Regions from separate parts of the Pungitius pungitius genome. Here region 1 is linked to region 2. Evidence: chromatin contacts called from public Hi-C data. All regions are on one chromosome and are shown on one strand. The core of a region is the stretch at or near the end of the contact, and the rest is flanking DNA. Distances in the headings are between cores, read along the strand shown. Region 1 holds the start of kctd16b (potassium channel tetramerization domain containing 16b). Region 2 holds the start of plac8l1 (PLAC8 like 1).

The links. Hi-C and Micro-C count contacts between places; a contact is called where the count stands out from the background.
Region 1: a contact with region 2 is called in a Hi-C map of muscle, with 4 times the contacts expected there. The contact joins the promoter of kctd16b here to the promoter of plac8l1 in region 2. A contact is called at or near these places in 2 of 2 Hi-C or Micro-C datasets (both in muscle).

Annotation. Positions count from the first base shown.
Region 1 is chr16:14,241,299-14,248,274 of fPunPun2.1, reverse strand. kctd16b (potassium channel tetramerization domain containing 16b) reads left to right here and starts at 2,287. Exons shown (of 2, transcript XM_037467134.2): 1 at 2,287-3,526. The coding sequence starts at 2,689.
Region 2 is chr16:14,111,768-14,118,496 of fPunPun2.1, reverse strand. plac8l1 (PLAC8 like 1) reads right to left here and starts at 3,963. Exons shown (of 5, transcript XR_009942524.1): 1 at 3,881-3,963; 2 at 3,181-3,413; 3 at 2,938-3,074; 4 at 2,415-2,752; 5 at 1,569-2,180. It overlaps LOC119215105 (leucine--tRNA ligase, cytoplasmic-like), which reads right to left. Exons shown (of 32, transcript XM_037466944.2): 31 at 6,633-6,729; 32 at 5,172-6,076. The coding sequence ends at 5,871.

The DNA of each region.
Region 1 (6,976 bases), core at 1,038-3,537, 130 kb before region 2:
ACTTACTACATTTAGATAGGAAGAAACAAACATTCGAGTTTGAGGGATAGCTAACTCATTTCCGTAAATCATCTATGAGTCTACTGAATTTATGCATTGCATGTCTGCTGCTGTCGTATTTGCAGATTTCCCATCTAAGGCCTGGCATAATTCAGCGTGGCTGTAATGAGAGATGGAAGTGGAAGTAGTATTCTGTTTATTTCAACCATCTGTGACCAGCCTGAAAATTCACTTTAATAGTTTTCTCTCCATTGCACGGGAAGGAGAAATGACGCGATATGATCTGTGTCAAGGAAGGAAGGAAAAGGTGGATTTCTTTTGCAAATGAAAATGAAAAATCTCCCTGATATCGCATCTCTCTCATTGAAAAATTCATTCATTCATTATTTTAATTAATTCAATATCGCCACTGTGCTCGGAGCCAATATTTCATTATTTATTTTTCTTGGCTAATTTGAAAAAGAAAGTTTTGAAAGAGACACCAACTAAAATAAACATCACAGCCTTTTTTATGTAAATTAGTGTCTAACTCTGGGATTCTATTTACAAACAGATTTTCTAAAATGCACGTGATACTCAATATGGCTGAAGTTCTTCGGAGGAAGACCATGGCAAGTCATGACGTAACATAAAAAAAACAAGTGACCGCCCAAGCGGCTCTGTGTCTGTAAACTGCAGTGCACAGAATATCAATGTAAATAAAGGGAAAAGCTGTGTCATCACGGCGTCAGAGGTAGAACAAATCTAGTAAAGGAAAGCCAAAAAATGCTCTGTTGCTCGAGGCAAGGTTAGTTGACAAGCAGTCAAAATACTTTTCATACTGTATATTTTATACGTTTGCATCATATTGTGAAATACCCTGCATTTGGAGCAGATGGTGAATGTTTGTGAGACTGCAGAATACACAATTTATTATCTTGCTTCTTATTCTAAAGCAGAGTATCCTGTACCCGATGAATCAGGATCTCCTGTTCTCTGTTGTATCATTGTGCTCAATGTGTGTTTTAAATGTAAATATCAATCTTAGTCAAATTTTTGTCGAAAATGAATAATTAGTATATTCTTTCAGATGTATTAGGTCAATAACAAGACAGCTCACAGGCACATTATATCCCTTTTTAGTGTGAGTACCTGTCCATGCTGCTGAAAAAAAAGGTCTGACTCAACACAACCAGAAGAAGGCGCTGTTGCTCCCTTTACAAAATCGTCATATATTGTTACAGCTCACTGCCAGTTACAGCCATTTATCTGGGTCTGGAAAGATAGTATTTTCGTTGATGTATTTTTGAAACTGGGAAAAATATGAACAGTTTCTCACCTAGAAACCCAAACATTCCCTGTAAGTGCCATGTGTTATCTGCCATGAAAATATATTCAAGCTGGTGGTAAAATTACAGCATTGGGAGCATTTAGCTTATTTGACACCAAAATTGATGCAACACTTCCATGACGTATGCACGTATATCGCTGTTAAAGCATACAACTTACACATATAGGTTGTAGGTGGCAAAATTAAACTAATATTATTATACCTGTGTGTGATATAGTTTTTTTTCTGACAATATAACTGATTTTTGTTCAATGGTTCTTAGCGATGATTTTCTGGACTTTTTTTCTTCTTTTTTTCACCACCCAGCAGCCTGGAACCACTTCATAAGCCTTTAGAAGGCTGTGTGTGTGAGAGAGAGAGAGAGAGAGAGAGAAAGAGAGAGAGGGATGGGGGGGGGGGGGGGGGGCAGCAGCCGCGAAGACACCACCCAGCTCTGTTGGGGAGGGTAGTGTGGAAGGGAGGGTGATGAGAAGAGAGGAGGGGGTGGGATGCTCGTTTCAGCACCGCGGAGAGCTCCGGGTAAAAGCAGCCAGCAGCAGCGGGTCGGTCCTCTGCGCTGCTGTGGAAGAAACAATTAAAGAAATTTCTCTAACTTCTCTTGAAGTCTGAAAATGCGGAGCCTTTTCTCGAGGAGTGGACTTAAATTTTAAGTCAGTCGGGATCCGGTGACATATTCGCGGGGACGGGCTACAGAGCGAAACCATTACCGGTCGTTACGCGTGTAATCTCTGCCAAGTTTCCGCCACTGAACGGCGATCCGCCACCCTCCCGCTGCTCCGCACAGCCCCGGAACAGCGGCCGCTGCTCCGGGGGAAGTTGAAGAGAAAGTGGGACCACATCAGCACCGTCTCCAGTTTGGACTGTGTGCCAAGTTGTTGGACTTTACTCTCGTGCTTGCAGAAGGATTTCTATTGTTAATGAAGTAGGACTTCATCAACCCTCCCCCCCTCCACACCCCCCCCCCCCCCACACACACACACACCCTGTATTGCTCTTACATTTGCCACTGATGCGAGGCTTTGGTGCGCCCGGATGCGTCTCCTCTCTGTGGCAGCACTGATTCTTTCCTCCTCCCCCTCATCCATCTCAGCCTTCTTTTAATTCAGCACTCGCAGGGGGACGCCCCGGACTGCCATCTTCCCCCCATTTCCGACAACTGCAGAAGGCTGGTAGGTTGATAATGGCCATGGATCGATGAAGAATGCATATGCAGATTGTTGAGGGGTAAAGTTGGAAGGCCCGGATCGACCCAGAATAACGGAGGACACAGCTTAGGAACTTTTATATCCTGATTCATCGTTTTTTGTCCTTCTCATTTTGAATAGGTGTATAGGCTGTTTTTTTTTGTTTTGCTATTCATGACGGAAACGATGGCGCTGAGTGGCAACTGTAGGACTAACACCAAAGAGCAAGCATCGGTTCAGAACAGTTTCCCAGATGTGGTTGAATTAAACGTGGGGGGGCAGGTTTATTACACGCGTCACTCCACTTTGGTGGGCACCCCGAATTCGTTACTCGGCAAGCTATTCTCTTCCAGAAAAGAAGCATCGAACGACTTGGCGAGGGACCCCAAGGGCCGTTATTTCATCGACAGAGACGGCTTTTTATTCCGGTATGTGTTGGACTACCTGCGGGACCGGCAGGTCGTCCTCCCGGACCACTTCCCGGAGAAAGGGCGGCTGAGGAAGGAGGCGGAGTACTTCCAGCTGCCCGACTTGGTGAAGCTCCTGACCCCTGACGACGCCAAGAACAGCCCAGACGACTACTTCCACAGCGACTACGAAGACGGGTCCCAGGGCAGCGACAGCCGGCAGTGTCCGCCCTCCTCTCTCGTCCCGGCGGACAGAAAGAGCGGCTTCATCACGGTGGGTTACCGGGGGTCGTGCACCACGGGTCGAGAGACTCAGACCGACGCCAAGTTCCGGAGGGTGCCTCGGATACTGATATGCGGCCGGGTGGCTCTCGCCAAAGAAGTTTTCGGGGAGACCCTGAACGAGAGCCGGGATCCGGACAGGACCCCGGATCGGTACACCTCCCGGTTTTACCTCAAGTTCAAGCACCTGGAGAGGTCTTTTGACATGCTGTCGGAGTGCGGCTTCCAAATGGTGGCCTGCAACTCGTCGGTCACGGCCTCGTTCGTCAGCCAGCACACGGAGGACAAGATCTGGTCCAGCTACACAGAATACGTCTTCTACCGTGAGTGGCACCTTTGCTTTTTTTCTTTTCTTGCCGCAGGTCATCCGTCACGTGGACGCACCCAAAGTTGCGAGTCGCCACTGGGAGGCGCGCTTGATTTGCTGGGCCCGCGCGCCCGCGCGTGTGTGTGTGTGTGTTTGTGTGTGTGTGTGTGTGAGAGAGAGAGAGAGAGAGAGAGAGAGAGGGACATTTTGTTAGAGTGAAGGGCTTGTTTCTTGTACAGGACATCACCCCCGTCCCCCCTCCGTCCCCCTCCCTCCCTTCCGCCCGTTCTGGAGCCATGTGGGTGTAGTGAGTGCGTTGGTGTGGTGACTTCTGGAGACAAGGCGATCAAAGCTGCTTCAACCTCATCGTTTCACCAATGATGAAGCCAAATTGTGTCATTTTTTCCCTTTTAAAAGTAACAATAATCTACATTTGCATGCACACGCAGTCAAGTTGGAACGCTCCTTAAGCGGAATAAGTTGGGCCAGAGCATTATGGAACAAAAAGGGGGTTGAGCACCTTATCAGTGAACATATATGAAGGATTATTTCATGTTCTGATCACCGTGTGTTCAAATGTGTTACAGCATGTTGCAGCATTCTGTGCTCTCTTGCCGGCTAGTTTATATTTCATGAAATTTAACCTGATTTTTTTTTTTTTGATGATTTCACCCCCATCCGGGACATGGCAATAGTCAGAGCAATGATTTGTCAACGCTTGCCTTTTCTCATCTTGGTGCAATTTTCTACTCCACCTCCTGTCTGCTTTCATCCATTCCATCCTTTCAACTTCTTGATTTTCCTTCGTGCTTTTCTGATTGGTTGAGTTTGTCCATCTTTGCGTAAAGGAAGAAATCGTGACTTTTCGAATTAGCTTCCGTAAGATTTTATGATGCAAAGAGAAATCCATATTTTGAGATATCATCTATCACAAACTTGGTTGCCTCTATTTACATAGACATTGTGACATTGTGCTTGGACTTTCTTTGCATTAACCCCTGAATCTGCAATTTTAGATGCCATGCATTATTAAGAAAATACTTAAAAACAAAACTTATTTTCCATGCCTAACCCAGAAGTAATAAATCATTTTTTTGATGGTCATTGTAGAACTTACATGACTTTATGGAAGTACTGTAATACACTAAACCCCCTTGGAACGGAGATCAATGCTTCGAGGCAGCTATCATTATATTCATTAATACCTTTCTTCTCTCAAAATTACACTGTATTTAAAAAATATGGTTCATTTTTTCTTTAAAGATCCCAATTTGCATAAGAAAATGTGACAGGTGTTTCTCTCTAGTAGCACCTGTTTTACTGAACTAGGCTTGGGTTGCATGTAAAAACCATAGGTAACTTCCCTTTGTGGTTTGTACCGTTTGGTATTATTGTATTTGGTATCAAGGAGAAGAACATCTGACCCTTTATTTGTTTATACATCTGGCTTTGCCGCATCACTTCAGTGCCCAAGCGTCCAGATGTTTGGCAGGTAAAATCATTTTTGCTGCAAACATCCTCCAAAAGAAAATGTGTAGTTGGTTCATGATGTCATAATGTTGGAAATCCTCCAAAAATAAATTGCCAAAAAAAAATACTCACTATTCATCTTCTTCCCAATTCTCTTTGTAATGACTGGTGTAATGCATCGGTTCCCTGATGTTACTGTGAAAAGGATTGGTCATAAATTAGATGAGCGCGAATAATCCAGATGGTCCCTGGGGGCGGTTGCTGTCTGGACCCAATCAAGTGTTGGTGGAGGCCCCTGACACACACACACACACACACACACACACACACACACACACACACACCTAACATACAAACACACCCACACCTCGCAGACTCAATACATAGCAGTGTGTCTGCAGGCCTCTCCTTGCTTACCGGCAAACAACAAGTGTTCCCTGGCTTTGTTGACAACTGTTGGGCTTGTTAGAGGGCGCACTCTCAAAGGCGAGGGCACCGTGCCAGATGTGTTGGTCCCCAAACGCGAGAACGGAGGCAAAAGTGTGCACAGAAGCTCAAGCACAATCACAGCGGCACACAAACATGAAGACAGGGTTCGGCGTGCGTGGATTCAATCCAGTCATCTAGTCCTCCCTCTTTCTTCACCTCCCTCGTCTCGTCTCCCGTCTCCCTCTCCCTCTTTTTTCACGTCTTCTCATTTTTGCTCCAGTCAATCATACCAGGCTTTTCTTTTTCTCGTCTCGGTTCCCGCCCTCCGTCTCCGCGCGCCGCCGGGGGGGGGGGGCCCAAGGAGCAGCGCGGCGGCACCAGTTGCCTTTATGTGCCTCGCCAGCTCCGTCACGCCTCCTGCACCTCGCTCCTCATTCGCATCTCGTATCTGTCCATCTCCACGACTGTCTGTTTACCATCATCTCCGTCCGTTCCCATGCTACATTCTAGTCCCTTGTCTGCCTCGTGTTCCCGCCTTTCCTTATTGTCTATTGGCCATATCTAGCATCCTAAAGGCTGTGGGAATGTTTAAGACAACATTCAGCTTTTGGGCGAGATCTGTTCTTATTGCACAAAGAGGGGTCCATAAATATATCATTTTCCCATCTCCCCTTGACGTTAACCTCACTGAACTCACACTCATTTTATGGTTAATTGGAACTGCAGCTGCGAGTCGTGCCCCATCACAAAATTGTCGGCCAAGCTAACTAATGCTTGCGGCCAGACTCCAATTTGTTGTCGTTGTTTGGTGATGTGCAAAAAAACCCCACATGGGTGTAATATACATCTGTTCTGATACTTTTGACACATTCAATGTGATGAAAAGTGGACACCATCATCTACAAGAAGCTGTCATCGACATTAGTGGCTCCTTGTCATCTGTCATTAACCCTTACAATGCTTTTCTTAAGTGGCCACCTGAACAGTTTGTAAGCCAATAAGACCGAAACCTTGCTGTTTGTTTAGATCACAGACATCTAGATACATTGATGCCTTTATGTGACCTCTATAATTGTGCCACACATGTTTATGTTAAAGTACTTAATGTTCTTTTACTTTTTGCTTGTTATCTGATTCCCTAGATCATGCATCCCTCTGAGTAGAACCATCAATCTTTTCTTTTCTCGGTTTTTGGCTATTCAAATTCAAGACGGCCTCAGAAGGACCCAGAAGGCGAAGGATATTAGCTGGAGTGAAAGATAATGAATCATCACTGTTGACAGTTGGTTCTGTGGCATTCACCGCAGGGCCCGGCGGAGCCTACTGCAACAGAACCATCGAGCAACGTGTCATCCGTGCGGCAAAGAAACAAAATATTTATTTTTATAATCTGCTGAAAGGATGAGAAAATCAAATTGTTTTACTCGGCCCACCACGACAGAGTGAAGTGTGTTCCATTACAAATCGCCAATTTCTCATGACCATGTGTGCTGGTGTGTGACATCCTTTGCCATTAGCTTGTTACACACAGATGGGTAACTCCTTGTGTAGCAAATGTGTTTTGGCA
Region 2 (6,729 bases), core at 2,714-5,213:
ACACACACACACACACACACACACACACACACACACTAGCAGGAGTTTGGAGGACGGGAGATACATAAAACGAGGGCAATGGGAGGAGAAGAAATGAAATTATTGAGGGGAGGGGGGGGGGGGATGGAGGGGAGGCTAGAAGGAAGAGCAAAGAGAGGGGATGCATTCAGGAGGAGACGGAGGTAAAAAAGAAAAAGAAGGGATATCCATTAAGAAGACAAATCAGAAATCTCAGTGTGTAGTTTGGGAAAGCGCTTCACACCTTGGGCTGGTTGTTATTCAGTCACGTGTGCAGCTCAGGGGGGGCATGATCTAATACCCCCCGGTGCTGTGTTTTGCATCGGATCTGTTTACTGTTGCTCAGCTGTGCAATGAGCGCAATCGTGGGGGGGAAAAGCCTTTTTTTTGGATACATTCTGCATACATCACACACACATTTTCCACACACCCCCCCCCGAGGGGGCCGTTGTCGATAACAGCCTGCACTCCACACCTGATGCGTCTGTGGGGACGGTCGCATCCACGCTGAGACAGCGAAAAACAACAACATCAGCAGAGATGTTTTATGGTCCCTGTCCGGCTGCTGACTTAGGAATGGCTTCATTGCTCCAAGTCTTGACCTCTACGACTGCTGTGGAAATCCCAACTCTGACCTTAGATCAGCACTTAAGACTTGGCAGCTGCGGGGAATGGGAAAGAGACAAGGGAGATCCAGATCTGGGACAAGACTGCCCCCTAGTGCTTCGGTCATGGAATTATATCCGTTCGATGACGTAAGGCCAGGCAGTCAGTGTGTGAGTCAGTGTGTGTGTGTGTGTGTGTGTGTGTGTGTGTGTGTGTGTGTGTGTGAGGCGATACAGTAAACGTGCAATATGTAAATATGTTGGAGGGTTAACTCTGAGCACACACACACACACACACGAGGGTTCCTCGTTTCAACCGTTTTACCTGTTGGGATTGTTCGATTGAAACCGCAGAATTAAAGGGATAGTTCCCCCCCCAATTACAGATAAAAATGGAATGAACTGACCCTTTAATAGTGGAAATGCGGGGCTTACTTTGGACACTGGCCACAAGTCATGCATTATGTATAGCTCAAGCAGGGTAAAACCTTTTATGGGGCCCTGGGGGGGGAAGTGTTAAATGTCCCTCACAATACCAGCTGCTACTTTGGAAGCAGCCGTCACAAATACATGCGTTAATGTAGATCTAAAGTGCCCCTAAATGCTACGGGTGTAACTGATTTGCAAAGCAAATATATTTCCATTCTACGCAAAAAAACAATTCAAGTGCTACTGATGCCGAAGCAACGCGGAGTGGTGGGGGGGGAGCGAAACACGTCACCACGGTGCCTGGAGGCAGCTCTGCTCCAAGCAGATCCAGCTCACTAACAACCCGCAGTAGGCGGAGAGCCGTGGAGCTGCAGGAAGATTTATCCAGCCGGGGGCTGCTCAGGAAACACTGGGGCCTAACGCAGCTACCGCTGACCTCATTACCACCGTGGTCATGTGAGATTACCGTATGTAATAAATAAGATATGATCCGGTTTCAAAAACTCCTTGTTTTTTTTGGGGGGAAGATCCATTTTCTTTCTTCCATCATTTCATTTGAAGCAGATCACATCCGTGAATGACACATTGGCCCTTTGAGGATCTGCTTCTGTGTAGAAATGACCCTCGTTCGCAGCCTCGTTCTCGCTGGTCGGCCTCTTTCTACGGTTCAGGGAACCACAGAAATCAGGGATTCGGGAATATGATTGAATGAGGTGAACTGAAGAAAAGAGGGATAATAGAATATCAATGTGGAAATATGGAAATGGACTTGAGCTGTCGGCTGTGATCAGACTAATGCTGCGGCCTGTTTGCCGCGTAATCAGACAAGTGGTTCTGCATTCTGAATGCTCCTCGCACAGTTGTTTCCATTCCACACGCCGCAACTGAGAAAACAGCTCTCCAAATCAATGAGGATCCACTGGCTCAGCACGCAATGCCCGGTTGGTTCTCCTGCTTTCCTCGTATTTGGACTTAAATGTGAAGCTGGACGTTAAGATGCAGCAGTCTGACTTGTAGTTAACCGTCCTTACAGTTGAGTCACTTCCTTCAAGTTTAACAACTTGTCCATCAAGGTGCGGAAGGTGTTTTTCAGGTGTTTCCTCACTTCATCTCGGCCCTGGAGAGAGACTGAAGAAGATCTCTGGTGACCAATAAACAACAAACGACATTTTTGGAGATGATATTATAAACAAACTCGGAAGCAACATTTGTTTCGGGCTTCGTTTTGGTTTCTGCACAAACCGCACTAAACATCTGTACAACTCAGACAGCAGACACTGTCTCTAGTTCATTAGTAATTCATTCCATTTCAACTCAGAAGTGTACAAATAAAGTGGAAAAAAGCGATTTGTGTGAACTGACCATTTATTTTTGCTCTTCAAGTTCAATAAAAGTTCCTCCTTCTAAGGCCTCTTAGGCTCGATTGACTGTCCGAGACATTCTCAAGGGCATCTGAAGCCATGTGTCATTGATCCTTTGTGATATTCATACGGTGCGTCTCAGTTGGCCCTGAACCCGTCCCCGCCGCGTGGCAGAAGGACGGGCCTCAGTTACTGGCTAGAGTTTCTTCACGAGCATTCAAGGGCAGTGGACACATGATAGGTCTGTGTCTTCATCCGCCGCTTCATCTCTCTTATCATCTGACACACAGCCAGAGGGTAGCAGCAGTACACCGTGGTCCAGTCCTCACACACACTTCCCTGTGGATAAACATGCGGACGGACACGCGCGCACAAGCAAAAGCAGCAACACGTCCAGAACCATGAGGAATATTACATGTAAAAACAATTTTCAAAAAAAGCAAACTTTCAAGTTCGCTTTTACCATCGCTTTTACTTTCATTTATTAAGTCTTCCTAGTGGTGCGTTCAAGGGGTGACACTCACCCGTATTTTGTACCGCTCCCTGATCCCGACCCGCATGGCAAAAGTGGATCCGGGCAGCAGTGGCACGCACAGACATTCTCCGTACTGATGAGCCAAAGTCAGGTCCAAACAGCACGGCACCAGAGCCCCGAGCACACCTACGAGCACAGGGTAAGCACAACGTATGTACCTTTGTGTGTGTGTGTGTGTGTGAGAGAGAGAAATATGTGTACATATGCATGGGAGAATGCGGCTTCATGTTACATGTGGTCTTGTCCCCGCAGACGTTCAACAGGCCAGTGCTCCAGTCTCCTCCCGTCTGGGTGATGGTGGTGACGGTCGTCGTGGTGATGCCGAGGCCGGGCTGCGTGAGCATTGGATCGGTCGCTGCCGGGGCGTCGTTTGACCTCAAGCCGTCTTCACTTCCTGTGCTGGAGACCCTCGCTTCCTCCTTTTCAAAAGCTGACACTGAGCCTCGAGTGACTGACAGCCTTGGTCTGAAACATACAAACAATGTGTTTTTATTGTGTATAGATAGATGAATCATCAAGGTTGTCCCACACTGAAAGAAGTCTTAACTTGTGCTTTTTGGGAAATTGTTTCAGAATAATTTTTCTAGTGCACCATGGTTTTGTACTGCCTTAAAATGAAACTATAATCCACTAATATTACCAAGCCACTATTTGTAGTACGTCATTTATTCCCTCATTCAATTACTTAAGGCCTTCAGCAACTTAAATTACACACACACACTTTAGTGAAGGCATAGGTTTTAACATTTTAAAATGCAGCAAGAGTGTATTTCATTTGCATTATCAGTTATCATAGACACACAAAAAGGTAATGAAATTAAGGGGAAACCAAGCGGCACCTAGAACAACAAAACAGACCAAGATAAGTGAGCCGTTTGCTGTAATTCCATCGCGCCTCAGCGGTGTCAACAAAGACAAGAAAAAGCACTCACTGCTGTGTGACTGTCATCTGCTCCATTAGTAGAAGCCACGGGCATCCACAGAGGGGAGAGAGGGGACTGGGGTGAGAAGGGAGTCAGCAGGAATGAGGAGGTGGAGGAGCGACACCCCCCCCCCCCCCCCCCCCCCCCCCCCAGTGAGAGAGGGTGTGTGCAGGGGGCAGATAAACCAGCAGTCGAATGGCTCGGCCTGAAGCTGTGTGACCGAGATAAGTCCCGCCGATTGCCTTCCGTTCTGCGACTTTTACAAACGCAGCGAATGCAAAGAGGGAGAGATGAGCGTGAAATATTCAGATGTGGCGACGTTCACACGGCCAACGCGGAGCGACCTGCGGGTGGGAAACAAGATGACATCTCGTAATGAGTGAGGACTTATTCCTCATGATTAGGCTTAAACAGAGCTAAATATATGGGAAGTGATGCATGTCAAAAAGAATGTTTGACCTGTGATGTTCAAAAACCAGCATCATTTGACATTAAAACGTTAATATAAGGTAACACTCACCAGCAGACAGACTCAAGAAGAGCTGAGAACAGACAGATGGGTTTTATGACCAAAGGAATACGTGCAGTTCATATTTAGAGGGGATTGTCTGCGTTTCCTACTTTGACTCTGACCTTTAAATTTAGTGTGTGGGTGTGTGTGTGCGCGCGCGCTGTACGTGGTGAAACGACACGAAGTGCGACCATCGTGGGTGTGGAAGCCCACAGACATTCACAATGGGTCTCAACCCAGATGTGGGATAAACATCGCTGATGTACTACATGAGAGCGAGCTTTAGAAGGGCCTAAGGGCAGATGTTCAGACCTTCAGAAAGCCGGTCAAGCAGTTTCCAGTCTGCATGCTAAACTAAGCTAAGCTTCAAGACACCATTTCACATCTTAGCATAAAACATGTGGGCAGTGTCTTTTGATAGAATACACAGTCCTTTGTAAAGGTATCTTGACCCCAATGATGAACTTTTTAGATTTGATAATATATTTTTGCTTCTAAGTCAACTGAAAGATATTTTGGCTGTTTCATTTTATTTGCATATCCCCATTGCATTCATCAAAAAACATTTCAACCCTTTAATGCTGAACTTTTAAGAACCAACATCTTCTCTTAGTCGCTCTATTTATATGACTGTGCACATTGCAAAATTATACAATTCCTCACTATCTACATTACAGGAGAAAACATCACATAGCTTCACCAAAATCATGACTCATAAGTGCCATTCTTGTATTAAAAAAAAAAAAATTCAAACCCACATGGAGGGTAGCAATAAACAAAGAAGGAGGCTGAATATTTCATAGGTTTTATTATTTCCCTGGAACGCACAAGTGAGACAAGCACCATCCAACCCCAGAAAACACAAAGATGTCCTTTAGGATGTCACATCACGAGGGAATGGCAAGTCTCACCTTCAATGTTTAAAACAACACAGCAGACACATTACCATCTATATGAAAAAAGAAGGATGCAGGAGCAGTCTCACCATGTAATGTAATAAAAGAAGGTGGAAAAAGAAAAGGACCTGGTTGTAGGTTTGTTTGTTCCTTTAAGAAAAGATGACTTTGCTTCTGACCAAATAGGAAGAAAATTACAACATTACACTTAGACGATTAAATTGAGACTGAACAGAAAATAAATTCTGGTGTCACCCTCAAACACAAAATCCCATTGATTTTTAAAATCAGTTTAGATCTGAATAGACTTGAATTGTGCTGTTGATGTAAGAGAACAGATGCAACCTCGTGAGATCCAATTCGTTTCAGATGGTCACTGAGGCCGCATTCAGCAGAGAAAAGAGGTGAATAATAACCTGTCACATCCACAGAAACACAATTATAAAACAGATATATGTTTGAGTCAGTGTTCTATGGCTTTGAGTCAAGAATACCCTTTTTATGGCAACAATTATTGATTCATTCAAACCGTTTAGAAATATTTCATTGCTGAATGCGGCAACATGTATGTGTGTGTGTGTGTGTGAGAGAACTAGAGAACCAGGTAAACCAGGGAGTTCCCGATGTCCACAGTGAGGCCGTTGTCGGCCAGGGTGACCTTCTTCTCCTCCAGGTTGACGCTGAAAACAGACTTGTTGGAGATGGGCACTTTGCCCTGTTCCTCGAGTCCCAGGACGGGCACCCGGCGGGGCCCCAGCACAGGGTCCTCGTACCTCATCAACTTGACTCTGGACAGGTCTGTTGGAGGAGGAGGAGGAGAAGCAGGCAGAGTCAGGTGGAGGTGTGACACATGGGAGGTATGAACTGATGGCAGGAAAAGAGTGCAGAGGTCAGGGGGGGTGAGTGATGGAGGAGAATACGAGGTAGCGCCCTCTACAATCACAGCTGTGACACTTTTCCATTACGGTGACATTTCAGATCCGTTTCCAGTTATGATATATCAGAGGCTAATTGTTTTTTTTTCCATTTTATAACAGCTATCACATAAAGCACATAGCTTTGTCTTCCATATAGTGATTGTTAAAGTCCAATGTGGACAGATACTTATTGGCAATGAGTCGGCTTTGAGTTGCAGTAAGTCAGCTGAGCACCAAGGCGTGATGTCGTTTATTCCATGAAAGATGAACGATCCGCACACACCCTTTTAACCTTTGCCTCAGCGGCTTAGAGACATTTTTCATCAAACAAACCATCCTATTTAGATAATGACCTTCATTCATGTTCATATAGACCCATTTGTGGTTCCTAACCACAGTTTATGAATTTCTGCAGTATATCCATTTGTCTTACTAACCTTTAATGAGTCTGTTGACCTTGGCTAACCTACGGATGATGCCATCGCCGCTGTCTCCCTGTCGGATGTCAACCTTTGTGGAGAACTGGCCGTTACA